Linked DNA regions of Mus musculus: region 2 is linked to region 1. The links are chromatin contacts, called in public HiChIP or PLAC-seq maps. All regions are on one chromosome and are shown on one strand. Each heading gives the region's core, a stretch centred on a gene start, on an enhancer-like site or on the middle of the called end of the contact. The rest is flanking DNA. Distances are from core to core; before and after follow the strand shown. Region 1 overlaps Mafk (v-maf musculoaponeurotic fibrosarcoma oncogene family, protein K (avian)). Region 2 holds the start of Grifin (galectin-related inter-fiber protein).

What was found. HiChIP or PLAC-seq counts read pairs in DNA pulled down with a chosen protein or histone mark.
Region 2: an H3K4me3 HiChIP or PLAC-seq map of bone marrow-derived macrophages shows a contact between it and region 1, with 7 times the contacts expected there. The contact joins the promoter of Grifin here to the enhancer-like site in region 1. A contact is called at or near these places in 1 of 39 promoter capture datasets (embryonic stem cells), 1 of 484 Hi-C or Micro-C datasets (B cells), 3 of 115 datasets of contacts at active chromatin or transcription factors (bone marrow-derived macrophages, embryonic forebrain and large pre-B cells) and 1 of 9 other capture datasets (embryonic stem cells).

The regions. Positions count from the first base shown.
Region 1 is chr5:139,792,586-139,798,757 of GRCm38.p6, forward strand. The region is part of intron 1 of Mafk (v-maf musculoaponeurotic fibrosarcoma oncogene family, protein K (avian)); the gene reads left to right. Among named protein-coding and RNA genes, the nearest start is that of Mafk, 4.1 kb to the left of the region's middle. Within about 2 kb of position 4,501, at least 235 of the 459 cell types and tissues checked have an H3K27ac peak or open chromatin away from gene starts, as enhancers often do. A contact at or near this core is called in bone marrow-derived macrophages and embryonic forebrain, where this site is marked.
Region 2 is chr5:140,563,351-140,569,485 of GRCm38.p6, forward strand. It overlaps Grifin (galectin-related inter-fiber protein), which reads right to left and starts at 1,717. Exons shown (of 5, transcript NM_030022.1): 1 at 1,692-1,717; 2 at 1,316-1,395; 3 at 1,083-1,242; 4 at 191-357. The coding sequence starts at 1,703.

The DNA of each region.
Region 1 (6,172 bases), core at 3,251-5,750:
TTGGCACTGCTGAGGTCATACTGTGGCAGCAACATTTCAGAAGGTATCTGGTGGAGTGCACGTGGGTACTTTGATGCTTTGAGCTGGTGTTTTAGGGCCAGGTAACTTCTTTCAAAGGTGTTGGTCTAAAGCCATTATGTTATGGTGGCACATGCTTGTACTCCTAGCACATGGGAGTCTGAGGCAGGAAGATCTTGAGTTTAAGGTTAGCCTGGATTGCTTAGCTAGTTCAAGACCAGCCTTAGTTACATAGCGAGACACTGTCACACAAAACCAAACTGAAACAGTAGGTGTGAATTTAAGCATGTGGATGGAGTCAAGAAAGCTGTATAGGCAGGACCTACCTGCAGCCCATGTCACTGGGGACAGCCCTCACTGATGACAAAAACCTTCCTCTCTCCTTAGATAAATCACGAGAAATGTGGTGTTTGACCTTGGTAAAGGGAATGTGTCTAATGTGATAACTTCTTGTGATTCCAAAAGAAAAGATTTACTAGACAAAACACAAAGCCAGGCTTTGCTGGAGTACATTCTCCTCTTGTTCTCCAACTGAGCTGGGCTTGCAGGGCCCTGTTCCAAGTTCAGGGCTGTGTACTTTCCAGGTAGTTGCTAAAAATGGACGTTGGATGGAGGGTCTGGGGAGGCTCTGTTTTCCCGAGAGTCTGCTGTTTCTGTGTCCCAGCCCTTTCTCTAGCACCTCAAGGCTTCTGGTGAGTCTTTTCTGGCCATTACTTCCTAAGGACCCTCAGTTTTTAGTCCCTGGCTCTACCAGCCCCAGGGCTTGTTTACAGTCTCTGCTAACTCTTTCTTGCAGTCTAGACTAAGAAGTTGTGTCTGTTTTTGCCCCGGCTGTTCTGAGTCTAAAGGTTTCTTGGGGTGGACTTTCTGGATCTCGGGTCTAGTCCACACGGGAAATGGAAATCAGGCCAGCTGGGAGAATTCTCTGTGTGGCCGATCTCTGGAGCTATAAACAGTGACTCATTCTCCCGCCCCACCCTCCCTGTCCCCTGCTCCGCTCCGGGAAGATGCCTGGTCACTCATATTTACTTTTGCTTTTTATAAGTCACACACATGCGTTCTGTTTCCTCTTTCCTGCAGTTTCAGGAAACTGAAAGTGTTATCTGAAAACCTATAGAGTTTCACAGAGGTAGACCTGAGCCCCAGTGATCAAACACCACACTGCTTGGTGTTGGGGAGGATACTACAGCCTTGCTTGCTTGATGGCCTGGCCTGAGGTCAGAGGTCAGGGTTAGAGGATAGGGGCTGTTGTGTCTGATGACACACCTGTCAGCTCTTCCTTGGGGCTGTCTGGTATGGTAGGGGGAGAGCACACACCCTCCGCTCAGCTTCCTTTTTTGTCTGAGTCCCCGCCTCTGTCTGTCTATAAAACAGACCTTGATACCCTGAAGGAGCTGGTATCAGCAACACACGCTCTCTGCTTAACAGAAGTTGATTGTGCATGGAAGCTGCTGAAAGAATGTTCTAGAACCAGGTCTAGGTCCAGGGAAAAGGCTGACTTTCCAAAGACAGCAATTAGGAGGGCTTTCAGGAAGAAGTGGAAGTTGAGGCTAGAGTGGAGACCCCATATCCATCATAGCCAGGAACACTCACCAGCCAAAGAAGGAAGCCCAGACAGGGAAGCTCAGAAGGGCACCCCAAGACCTATGTTATCTGTGGGACTAAGTCTGAGGCACCAAGATCAGAGTTGGGGATCTGTTACACCAAGGTCCAGAGAAGAACTGGACCGTGCATGGGGCTGGGTAGGTCAAGAGCTGGTTCTGTAGTTCCAGCACTTGGAGGCTGAGGCAAGAGAAGACCAATTCCAGACTAGCCTGGGCTGTTCGAGGCTCCGTCTTAAACAAGCAGGTCTGGAGAGGTAACTCAGTTCGTAAAGTGTTTGCTTGAGCCCACGTAAAGATGTTAGATGTGGTGGCATACTCTGTCATCCCAGTGTTGGCTAGGGAGAGACAGGAAGATCACTGAATCTCTCTGGTCAGCTAGCCTAACCTTTGTGATTAGTTCCGGGCCACTGAGAGTCCTGGTTTCAGACAAGTGAGATATACCCAGTGGGGTGGCTCAGGGGGTAGAGGTGCTTGCCATCAAGCCTGGTGGCCTGAGTTCAAAGCCCCAAGACCCGCATTGTAGAAAGAGAGAACTGACTCCCAAAAATTATCCTCTGATCTTCACACCCACTTTGGCAAGTACACACACACACACAGAGACACACACACACACACACACACACACACACACACACACATGTCTGGGCTTAGCTGTTTCCTGGGGACATCCCCAGTGAAACATGGAGAGTAGAAAGTGGCTGGAGCCCCAGGACCACCAGCGATGGGCCAGAGCCACTCAGTCAGTCAGGGAGAGGAGGTCAGGTTAGAGGCAGAGGGAGGGCAGCCACAGTTGAGGGAGGTGTGCCGTGCACCCTGCTGTCAGCCTCGAAACTGCTTGAGTCACCTCTGCATGTAACTGGGATGACACAGCTTCCTGAGATTGCAAGCGCAAGGTGACCAGACGTCCTCTAGGCTAGGCAGACAGTTGTGGCTTATGGGAGGGCGGCCAGCCAGCCTGAGCTGGGTGGAGATGCCCAGCCACGCGCTGTGGGAGGACGGCACAGTGAAATCTTAGTGGTCTGCAGTGGCAGGAGCTCATTTGACCAGCTGTGTTGTGGTTCATCAGCATGTGGCCACTGTCTGTCGGGGATGTGTCAGCCCCATGTGTCCTCGGGGTCCTGGAAAGGGTGCTTGGCTTTGGGTATTTGTGAGAGGCTCCGGAACAGAGGTGGCCACATCCTTAGTGGCTTTAGGTTCTGTGGCTGCCTGCTGTCAGGGTGACGCTTGCTGTCTGGGGCATGAACCTGTTCCCTTGGACAGACTAGGTCTCTCGACACCCACCCTGCTCCCTTCCCCCATTCTGGGAGACCAGAAACCTGAAGAGCACACATCTTGGTCAGCTGGATTGGGGGCTGGAGTTGCTGTCACCCCAAGGAACAGGGGGTATCACTCAGAACCCCCAGGTTGGTGTTACAGTTGCAGCAGAGTGAGATGGGTGATCCATGTTATACACTACCTGGGGAACATGGAGACCTTTTGAGACTGAGACCTTTTCTGGTCCACCATAGCACTAGTAGCAAGTACATAGTCTCTGTAGCTCCCTGTCTGTTTGTCCTTCTTGCTGTGTGCTAGGACTGCCAGGATGTCGTGCAGGAGAGAGTCTTGATGCTATAAGTGCCCCCAATAGTGCAGTCAGTGCAGTGGAGTGCTGAGGAACTGCTTCCGGGGAGCAAAAGTAGGTAGGATAGGCGATGCTCTGCCTGCTCCCCCACCCCCATCCCCTCTCCCATACGGAAGACAGTCTGCTAGCATCTGCTACCTGCTGTCTCTGGATGCCAGGCTGGACTCCCTTGCTCTGCGGCAGTGTGCCTCTCTGCTCTTTATGCACAGGGCCTCTTCTATCCCAGTCCATCTTCAAGTGGAAGGACTGGCCACCCTGTCCCTGCTGGCTGGCCGTGTTTATCAGAGGAGCTGGGCTTGGGCAGGGGTAGCTTCTCCCTAAGTTGTCCAGGCTGACTTTGAACACACTCTGTAGCCCAGGTTGGCCTTGAACTTGTAGTTCTCCCAGGGTCTAGGATGGCAGGCCTGGCTTGGCCTTCGATGGATAGGTTGGGACTGTACCCAGGTGCTTGGCGTACACACACTGAGTTGCTGAAAATCTCTGTCCCTTAGATCGTCCCCCGTGATTGCAACCAGGCAGAAGGGCATGCATGCCTCTGTCTGACTCAGGGCAAACGTGCACCTCACCTTTCCCCTGGACAGACTTCTACAATGTTGGTCATGAAGGATGGAGTCTGAGTTATTTTGACAGGGGGTGCAGGTGTTCCTGCTGAACAGGGTTCCAGAAGCTGAAGCCTAGCTGGGGCGGGGTAGGCTGGGGTAAAAACATTAGCTCAGTCTAAGTGTGCACCCAGGACTCCTGAGTGGGGGCTTCAGGACTCCACTTGTCATCTCTGGGGTCTTTTCTCGCATCCTCTTTTTCTGAGGAAATGACCCCAGCATTGAAGGGGTTGGCATTTGTCCATGGCCTCTGGGGTTTACTTATTTTTAAGCCAGCTTAAGTCTGAAGAAGGATCCTTGAACTCAGACCCCATCAGAAGCCCACAAAGAGGGTATACATGGAAAGTGCCAGGGAGGGGCCCTTCCTGCTGGCCAGGTGGTCTCCATCCAGTGGTCAGTTGACTCTCGTGGGGTCACCTGGGGGCAAGCCCCTACCCCGTGCATGTCCTGGCCACCCAGCTGTCACAGTACCATCACTATGGCAATGGAAAGATTCCTGCTCCAAGCTGAGCGCTGGCCTGCACGTCTCGGCACCCGTGGGTCTGAGTTGATTCCCCCTTCTTCCAGGCACCTTCCTTTTCCGCTGGCAGTGGCCCCTGGGGCCCGTGAGCATGCGGGTGGGAGGGGTGTCCTTGTGTGGGAATGTGAGCCGGCTCTGTAAACAGCCTGTGACTCACCACATAGCTATGTCACTGACGCTGGAGTTGCAAGTTGGAAGAGATGCCCAATCCCTCCTCCCTCCTTACACGGAAAACTTTCTCAGGGCTCCCGGGGCTCCTAGGCGCCTGGCTCCTGAGAGTTCCTAATGGGGCAGCCCAGCACCTCTCTAGTGCCACTGTTACCTGGCTGGAGCTGGAGGTGATCTGTGGACGATACATGCTCTGCCCGTATCCCCATGTGATCTCTCATCGACATTGGATCACCCTCACAAGCTCTGGTCCATCTCAGGTCCCAGATGGATACTGTGACAGGATGCATGCTGCTTTACCTGAGTTCCTGGCCCTGCCCCTGTCCTGGTCGGCCTACTGCCATTGCCCCTCAGCATGACCAGCGAAGTCACCAGGGTACTATATCTACTACCAGAGTCAGTACCTTGTCTCTCGCTGATGGCTTCCTGGGCAGTAAGGGTGGCGGGCAATGAGACAGGACCCCATCAGAGGTGGGGTCACAGTGTAGAGAGACAGAGCCTAAAGGCCCCTCACATCTGTGGGGGAAGGGACAGGGAGGTCCTCCACTGTCTTGTTCATGCCTGTCCTCCACACTCTCCTTTGTGTGATTTCCCTGATGTTCCTTGTTCTGTGCCCATCTTTGTCAGGGTTTGAAAGACAAGAGCTGGGGGTGTATCCCACTTTAAAGGCGTCCCTGTCCCTCTTACCCCTTCCCCACTTGTCAGGGAATGAATGGGTTTGTTTACTGCCTGAGAACCTCGTGTTGTCTTTCCGCACAGGCTTGACCCACAAGTCCCAAATGCTTTTGGGCTTCTCTGTTGCCATGGCGACAGTGGGGGGTTGGCTACATCCCAAGGTCGTCATGGCAACTATCAGAGGGGAATCATGCTTGGGATGCTTTGGCTGGCTTTTTCATGAATGATGAGGGTGTGTGACACAATGCAGACTGGAGAATGAGAAGGGCGGGCAAGGGGGCTGGCGGGCTGGCCATGGGGACAGGGCCTGCCAGACAGCCCAGTAAGTCTGCCAGGTGGCTGGAGTTCTCTGCCCGTGTCTCTGGCTGGATCCTCTGAACCTGCTACCCACCAGTAGCCCCCACCCCACCCATAGGGGCCTTGGGGTCACTCTGAGGGGCTGGGGTGGCCAGGGAGGAGTGGTGATGTCACAGCTGCAGTGTCCTTCACGGAGGTAGGTGTCCCTTGGGTTGCAGGAGGGCGGTGCTGTGGAGGGGTGGGGGTGTGAATGAGGTCTCAGGAAATAGCCTTCTCTCCCTGGTGAGCCAGGCTGAGACGGGAACACCAGGAGCTCTTGCTAAGGGATAAACACTGCCCCAAGGCCCTCTCCCTCAGAGTGGAGCACTGCCGCTTATAGAGCTGGTTATGCAGCTGGCAAGTCCCTTTGGTCTTGAGGATGCATGCAGCACCTGGTCCTCGTCCTCCCCCCCCCCCCCCCGGCTGTAAATTTCTTGTCTGCGTTCAGGAGGGCACCTAGAGCAGAAAGCAACAATTGTTCGTGACTGCAGTTACTCCGCAGGGCTGATGGCATCCCTTAGTGTGAGCTGGATGGGAGAACCAGGTGGCAGCCCCCAGGGACGTAGGGGTCTTGTGTGTTCTGGGGACTGTTGCTGGAGCAAGAGGCATGGTTGGATCTCATTCCTCCCTG
Region 2 (6,135 bases), core at 467-2,966, 770 kb after region 1:
ACTGGGGGGTGAGGGAGGGAAACAGCTGTGCAAGGCCAGAAGAAGGTGACATACGTTAGCCAACCAGGGACCAGGCAGATAGGAATCCCGAATGGTGTGTGAGGACATGGCGGGCACCTTACCCTCAGCTCAGGCTCCACTTGGCCAATTCCACCTGGGTTAGTGTGTGAGGACATGGCGGGCACCTTACCCCCAGCTCAGGCTCCGCTTGGCCAGCTCCACCTGGGCCAGCCGATGCTCACTGAGCACTCGCACTCTGGTGATGGTGGCCAGCGGTCGGTGCCGATGTGGGAACTGGAGCACCTTTTGTTCCTGGGCATAAATGTGGAAGTGTTCTGCGTCTGCACTCACCTCCATCTGAGGGGAAGGGAAAGTGTGTGTGTGTGGGGGGTGTCTCTGGGCCCCAACCACAGAAGCCTTCTTGGCTGTCAGCAATCTCTCCAGGCTCCACCCAACAGCAGCCAAGTGTGAGCCAGGACTATTCATTCAGCTTGGCTCCTCTTTGTCTCTCTGTCTCTGTCTCTCCCTCTCTCCCTCTCTTCTCTCTCTTCTCCACGTGTTCTCAGCCAGCCTCTACCTTTCTTCCTCTTTCTGTCTTCTCTCCTCTGTCTTTCTGTCCTTCTCTGCCCCCTTTTCTCTGCCACTATCCCCTTTCCACGTTGCCTTCCTTTCCCTCCAATAAACTTCATTTTGTACTAGGCCTGTTGCACGGTGCTGATTCCTCGGGGGGGGGGGGGGGGACGGGGACGACGACACATTGGCCTGGCCCACCAAGGTGCTCATTGGCCTGGCCCACCAAGGTGCTCCCTCCTGCCGCATTTTATAAAACACAACCCTGGCTACTTGGCAAAGCATGGTGTGGACCACCTGGTCCTGAGTTCCTAGCTGGGGATCCCTCTTTTCACCAAGAGAAGGTGGTTAGTAGCCAGAGAGAGAGAGACACCCTGTGAACAAACTCCGTGAAAGGAGGCCACTCGGCCCAGCAGGGTGCACCAGCCCATGCATTTATCCTCCGCAGTCCCTGTCTTCACGGGTCCTAGGTGTCCCACCCCACCTCTCCTTCCTCCCACAGACCCCATCACCTCAAAGGGCTCTCCCAGAGTCAGTGGGAATATGCTGGACACCTCCTCCTGCCCCCACCGTCCTCCCTGGAAAGCATTGCCCACCACCGTGGCGCTGGAGAATCGAGGTTTGACGTGGAAGGCGATGTCTCCGGCGTCTGTTAAGAAGTTGATCTCGAACCTATGGGTGGAGAGTGTGATTAGGGTCAGGAGTGTGGCTGGAGGGTCCCGACCCCAGCGAGGGAGGCTCTTACTTCTCTTCTCCAGCATCTGCATGTCCCTGGACAGTCAGGCTCCAGCCAGGGGCCAGACCCCCTGCACAGAAGGCTTCGAACTGAAGGCAAAACACAGGGGACAGAGCCCCAGAGGGCTGCAACCTCCTTCCTCCCCATCAAGTGTGCTGTTTATTCAGGGACACCGGCTCCCACCAAGCCCAAGCCTCTACTTCCATGTTGCTCTGGGTGTGGTGGTCCAACCTTACCCCCACAGCCTCTCTGCTTGGGGGCTGAGGAGAAGCTATAAACATTCCCAGCTCTATAGTGGAGTAGGTGGCCCCACCAGGCGCCCACCCCCCCACTCCACTTCCTTCTCCAGCATTTGCAACCTCCCTGGGCTGTGGATCTTACCCACCTGCAGTGTCATTGCCCTCAGCCACTGGGTGTGGGGATGAGGCAGCTGGAGATATAGCAGAGCCCGCTGGGGCGGGGCATGGGGGCCCCACCTCTAGGGGCCTTGTCTGGGTCACATGGACCTCTGTGCCCCATTTTTCCTCCCCCCTCAGGCTAACCCTGCTGGAGAGGGGGCTGGGTACATGGCTTAGTGGCAGCGCTCTTGCCCTGGGTTCATCAGTGAATACACTGGTCCTTTCAACATACTTCCCCAGGTCTACCTAGCTCTGCCACCAGCACTATTCAGGGTCTTGTGCACATCTGGGGATACATCACCCATCTTTGTAGGGAGGGTGTAACCAGGGCCCCCCCCAACTCCCATACTCCAGAGCCTCACACTGACCCCATCGGTCTCAAAGAGTGAAGAAAGTGTGTCCTCCTATAGAACCCTGGCTGACCTTATGACCTCAGTCTGACCATCCATCAACTGTCTACCATACTGGGAATGTGTCCCTGATCCAGTCCCCTTCCATCCCAGGGCTGCCCCGCTGCAGTGGCTCAGTGGCCTCAAGGGGATGAATGGGGATTAGGCCTGGCTCTGCTCAGCACATTCCAGTGTCCAGTCTACAGATGGGGAGGGCCTTTCCCACACCCCCACGCCTCTCCTGGCCGGCTGCCTCTTGGGCTGAGCCAATGAGAAGGATCCACTGGGGCCCTCGAGGCCACCTCAAGGATGGAGGAGAGAAGCCCAAGTCTGTGGGGGCGGTTATGGGGGCCTCTGGGACTCTCTGAAGGGGGAAGTTGGGTCACAGTGTAGCTGTGGTGGGGGCCCAGAGCCTTGGGGGTAAAGCCTGCAGATGAGTGTGTAACAAGCACGTGTCTCCTTTTCTCCTGTCCCCGTGGGTCCCCTCTGCCACCGTTCTTCTCTCCAGGCCCTGGCAGGGCTGAGCCTCTGGCCTGCTTTGCCTCTTCCCAGATACCGCTGCACGGATGGACACAGTCTGGCAGGGAGCTATGGGTACCAAGGTCAAGCAGGACACAGAGATGGCTCACTAGCATGGCAGGGTTGGCTGAGCCTGCAGGGGGCAGCCCAGAGCAACAGAGATTCCCTGGGGTGAGCCTGCTGGACCTGCCTGGCTGGGTGCAGAGTCTGCAGACCCCACATGCTCACCTTCCTGGAGGGCCATGGGGAAGAAGTACCATCAGTAAGTGCTTGCTGCGCAAGTAGGGGGATCTGAGTTTGATGCCCAGCACTTGTGCAAGGCACAGAACACAGTGGTCTGTGCTGGGGTCTCCAGCCAGCCAGTCAGGAGACCCTGGCAAGTCCCAGGTCCCTGTGACAGTCTCTCAAAACCACACACACTAAAGCCCTGGGCCGCAGGGCCCACTAGGAGACTGCAGGCCGGCTTCATGGCTTTCCCCTTCTCCTTTCCCCTATGTAGGGATGCTGCTGGGACGAGATGTCCATCTTCAAATTCTCTGGATGTGCAATACAGTGCTGGTTGGTACCAGAACTCAGGGCTGGGGTCAAAGCCCACAAGTCAGGAGTGTGGACAGGTTCTAACCCCCTGGCTACCTTGAGCCAGTGGCCTTCTGTGCTTCACAGCCACGTGCTGGAGTTGCTAATGCTGACCTCTGTCACCTCCTCCCCTTAGTGCTCCCCCCCCCCCACACACACACACCCAGTGCCTGTCTCCTTGATGAAGGAAGGTAAACAAGACAGATGTGGCTGAGCAGGGGAACTGGGTCAGCCCACTCCACCTCCATCTTTCCTAGGATGAGAGGAACATCGACGTGGGCACCTTGTTCTCCGGCTCTTGCAGCCTGGAGGCCATAGCTTGGAATTGGGAGCCTGGGGATGGGGGCGGGGGAGCCCCATACCTGTTGAGACATGAGGCCCAGATTTTGCTGCCAGGGACAGAGAGGTCAAAGATGCCTGCTTCCAACGGTCTCCATCCCCTGTGAGCCTCAACCTCCCCCTTCCGGCTTATGAGGTCTGTGTGGTAGGAAAGCTGGCGGCTGCCCACCACCCAGCTCAGTCTCTACAGCTGGGAAGTGTTGGAACCCCAGGCCATTCTGATGGAGGCTGGACGTGCTCCCACAACTGGACTCTGCCCCATGGTGTCACACAGACCTGTGCTTGCATCCCTCTGAGTGGCTGGGACTTGTGTCTGGTAGGGTTGGAGCAGGAGGCTGTGACAACTCCCAATGACCCAGGCAGCTACAGCCCCGGGGACAGAATGGGCCAAGGAGAGACCCGAGATGCACTTTGCCCCCACACCAATGTCAGGGAACCCAGCTCCTTCCTTGGCTGCCTCTGCCCTGGCCTGGTTGGATTTTGTGAGATTCGATGGTGTGGCGGGCAGTAGTCCTCTATGCCGTGCTGTCTGGTGGGCCTGCTGCCAGGTGAGGTGGTTCAGGGCTGAGACTAACAGACCTGCCATTTAGGCAGCACCCGCACCTCCTACCTCCACCCGGATGTGCGGTTTTGCCTGGAGCTGTTGACTTTGAAGGTTCTTAAGCAGGAGCTGGTCTCCACCCAGCTTAGGGGAGGAGCTACACCAGGATGGGGGGCGGGGCGCGGTGTAGGCGGACATCTTGGCCAGACCCTGGCCAGTGCTGAGTGCCAACTCTCCTCCCCCTCTCCTCTTCCCTGGCTCCTCCACTTCTCTTCTTCCTCCCCACGTCATCCTTTTCCCTCATCCATTTTCCCCTGTTCATGTGTTTCTAAGAATGTCCTTACTTAGCCCAGGCTTGCCTCCGACTTTCAAGTTTTATCCCAGCCTCCTCAGTGCTGAGATTATAGACCTGTGCCACTACACCCAGGCTGCTTTTAAGAAGTGGTCACTTCGCGTAGCCCAGGCTTGCTCCCTGTCAGATACCTACTGGCCAGTTTACAGGCATCTCTAAAGCTGACAGCCTTTGGGATTGGTTCTGAGATCCATATTCTGGAAAAGGATGTAGGAGCACAGACACACAGCTAGACCATCACAGAGCCAAGGTTTGAAGCCAGCAGTATGCCTGCCCGAGTCCCCACCCTAAACACATCCCTTGGAAGCATGGGATGGAGGTCCATCTGGGTTGGCTTTCAGGAGGAGGAGGCACTACGGGTGGCTGTTGTAGAATGAACAGGAGTTAGGTTATGGGAAGGTACCCAAACCAACAACAATCTGGGTGTGGTGGCACAGAACTATAATCCCAGCACTGAGGCAGGAGGATTGAAAGTTGGAGGCTCCCGGTCATGATGAAGGGGAATCATCTTTTCTCGGCTACATCTGTCAGTTTCTGAGCCAAACTCCTCAGTCAGTGTTTCCCAGTAACCCATTAATTTTGCAACCATCAAGAGTGTTCATATTTGTTCACAACCCTGTTGGACAAGAACCTTCCCTTTCCCTTTTGGGCTGTTTCCCTGATGGTGCATTGCTGTGAGCAACCTCCAGGGGGCAGTAAGGAGCCAAGTCAAAGAAAAAATGCCCGGATAAATGTGGCACATTGTAACAGAGGATAGTGCTGGAGGGTGTGGGGGCGGGTGTTGAAGGGATTCCCTCCCAACCATCCAAACTGACTCAATGCCAATAGGAAAGGAGCCAATGTGAAGCCACCTTTGAGGTATGGCCCACAGAGGGTTGTCTGGAACAGAAACACAATTTGAGGAGGCCACTGAGGCAGACAGGGTTAGGGCCAGCTGTGCAGGCAAGAACATGCCTGCCTACTCACATCTGACCTTGACGGAGCCAGATATTTTCTCCAGATGCATGCTGGGCTCCAGGGACACTGCCGAAGCGCCAGCGCTATAAACAGACCCGGGGACTGGATTGGAGGAAGGAAGAGCTGTAAATACAACCAGACAATAAAGTGTCTGGAGGATCCCCTTCACGCTGTGCTGAAGGTGTAGGTGCGGAAATTCTGAGCCCCAGAACCAGGGAGGGGACACGGCTCACCAGACAGGAGCATTATTTTATTAACTAATTTATTTATTTATTTTTGGTTTTGGTTTTTCGAGACAGGGTTTCTCTGTGTAGCCCTGGCTGTCCTGAAACTCACTCTGTAGACCAGGCTGGCCTTGAACTCAGAAATCCTCCTGCCTCTACCTCCCAAGTGCTGGGATTAAAGGCGTGCGCCACCACTGCCCGGCTATTTTAAAGATGTGTGTGTGTGTGTGCGCGCGCGCGCGCGCGCGCGCGAAAATGCTTAGGTAAGCCAGAAGAGGAATCAGGTATCCTGCTCTGTCTCTCTCTGCCTTATCCTTTGAGACAGGATCTCTAACTGAGCCTGAAGCTAAGATGCTAACCTCAAGCCCCAGTGGCATTCCTGTCTCTACCCCACCCCCAGCTCCTGAGTGACAGGTGGGCACAGCCAAGCCCTGCTTTTTTTTTTTTTTTTTTTTTTTTCAGTAATGGAGATTCACGCTTTTGAGAGGCACATGTGCACTACCTCACTCAGCCTTGCAGGGGCATTTATAGACC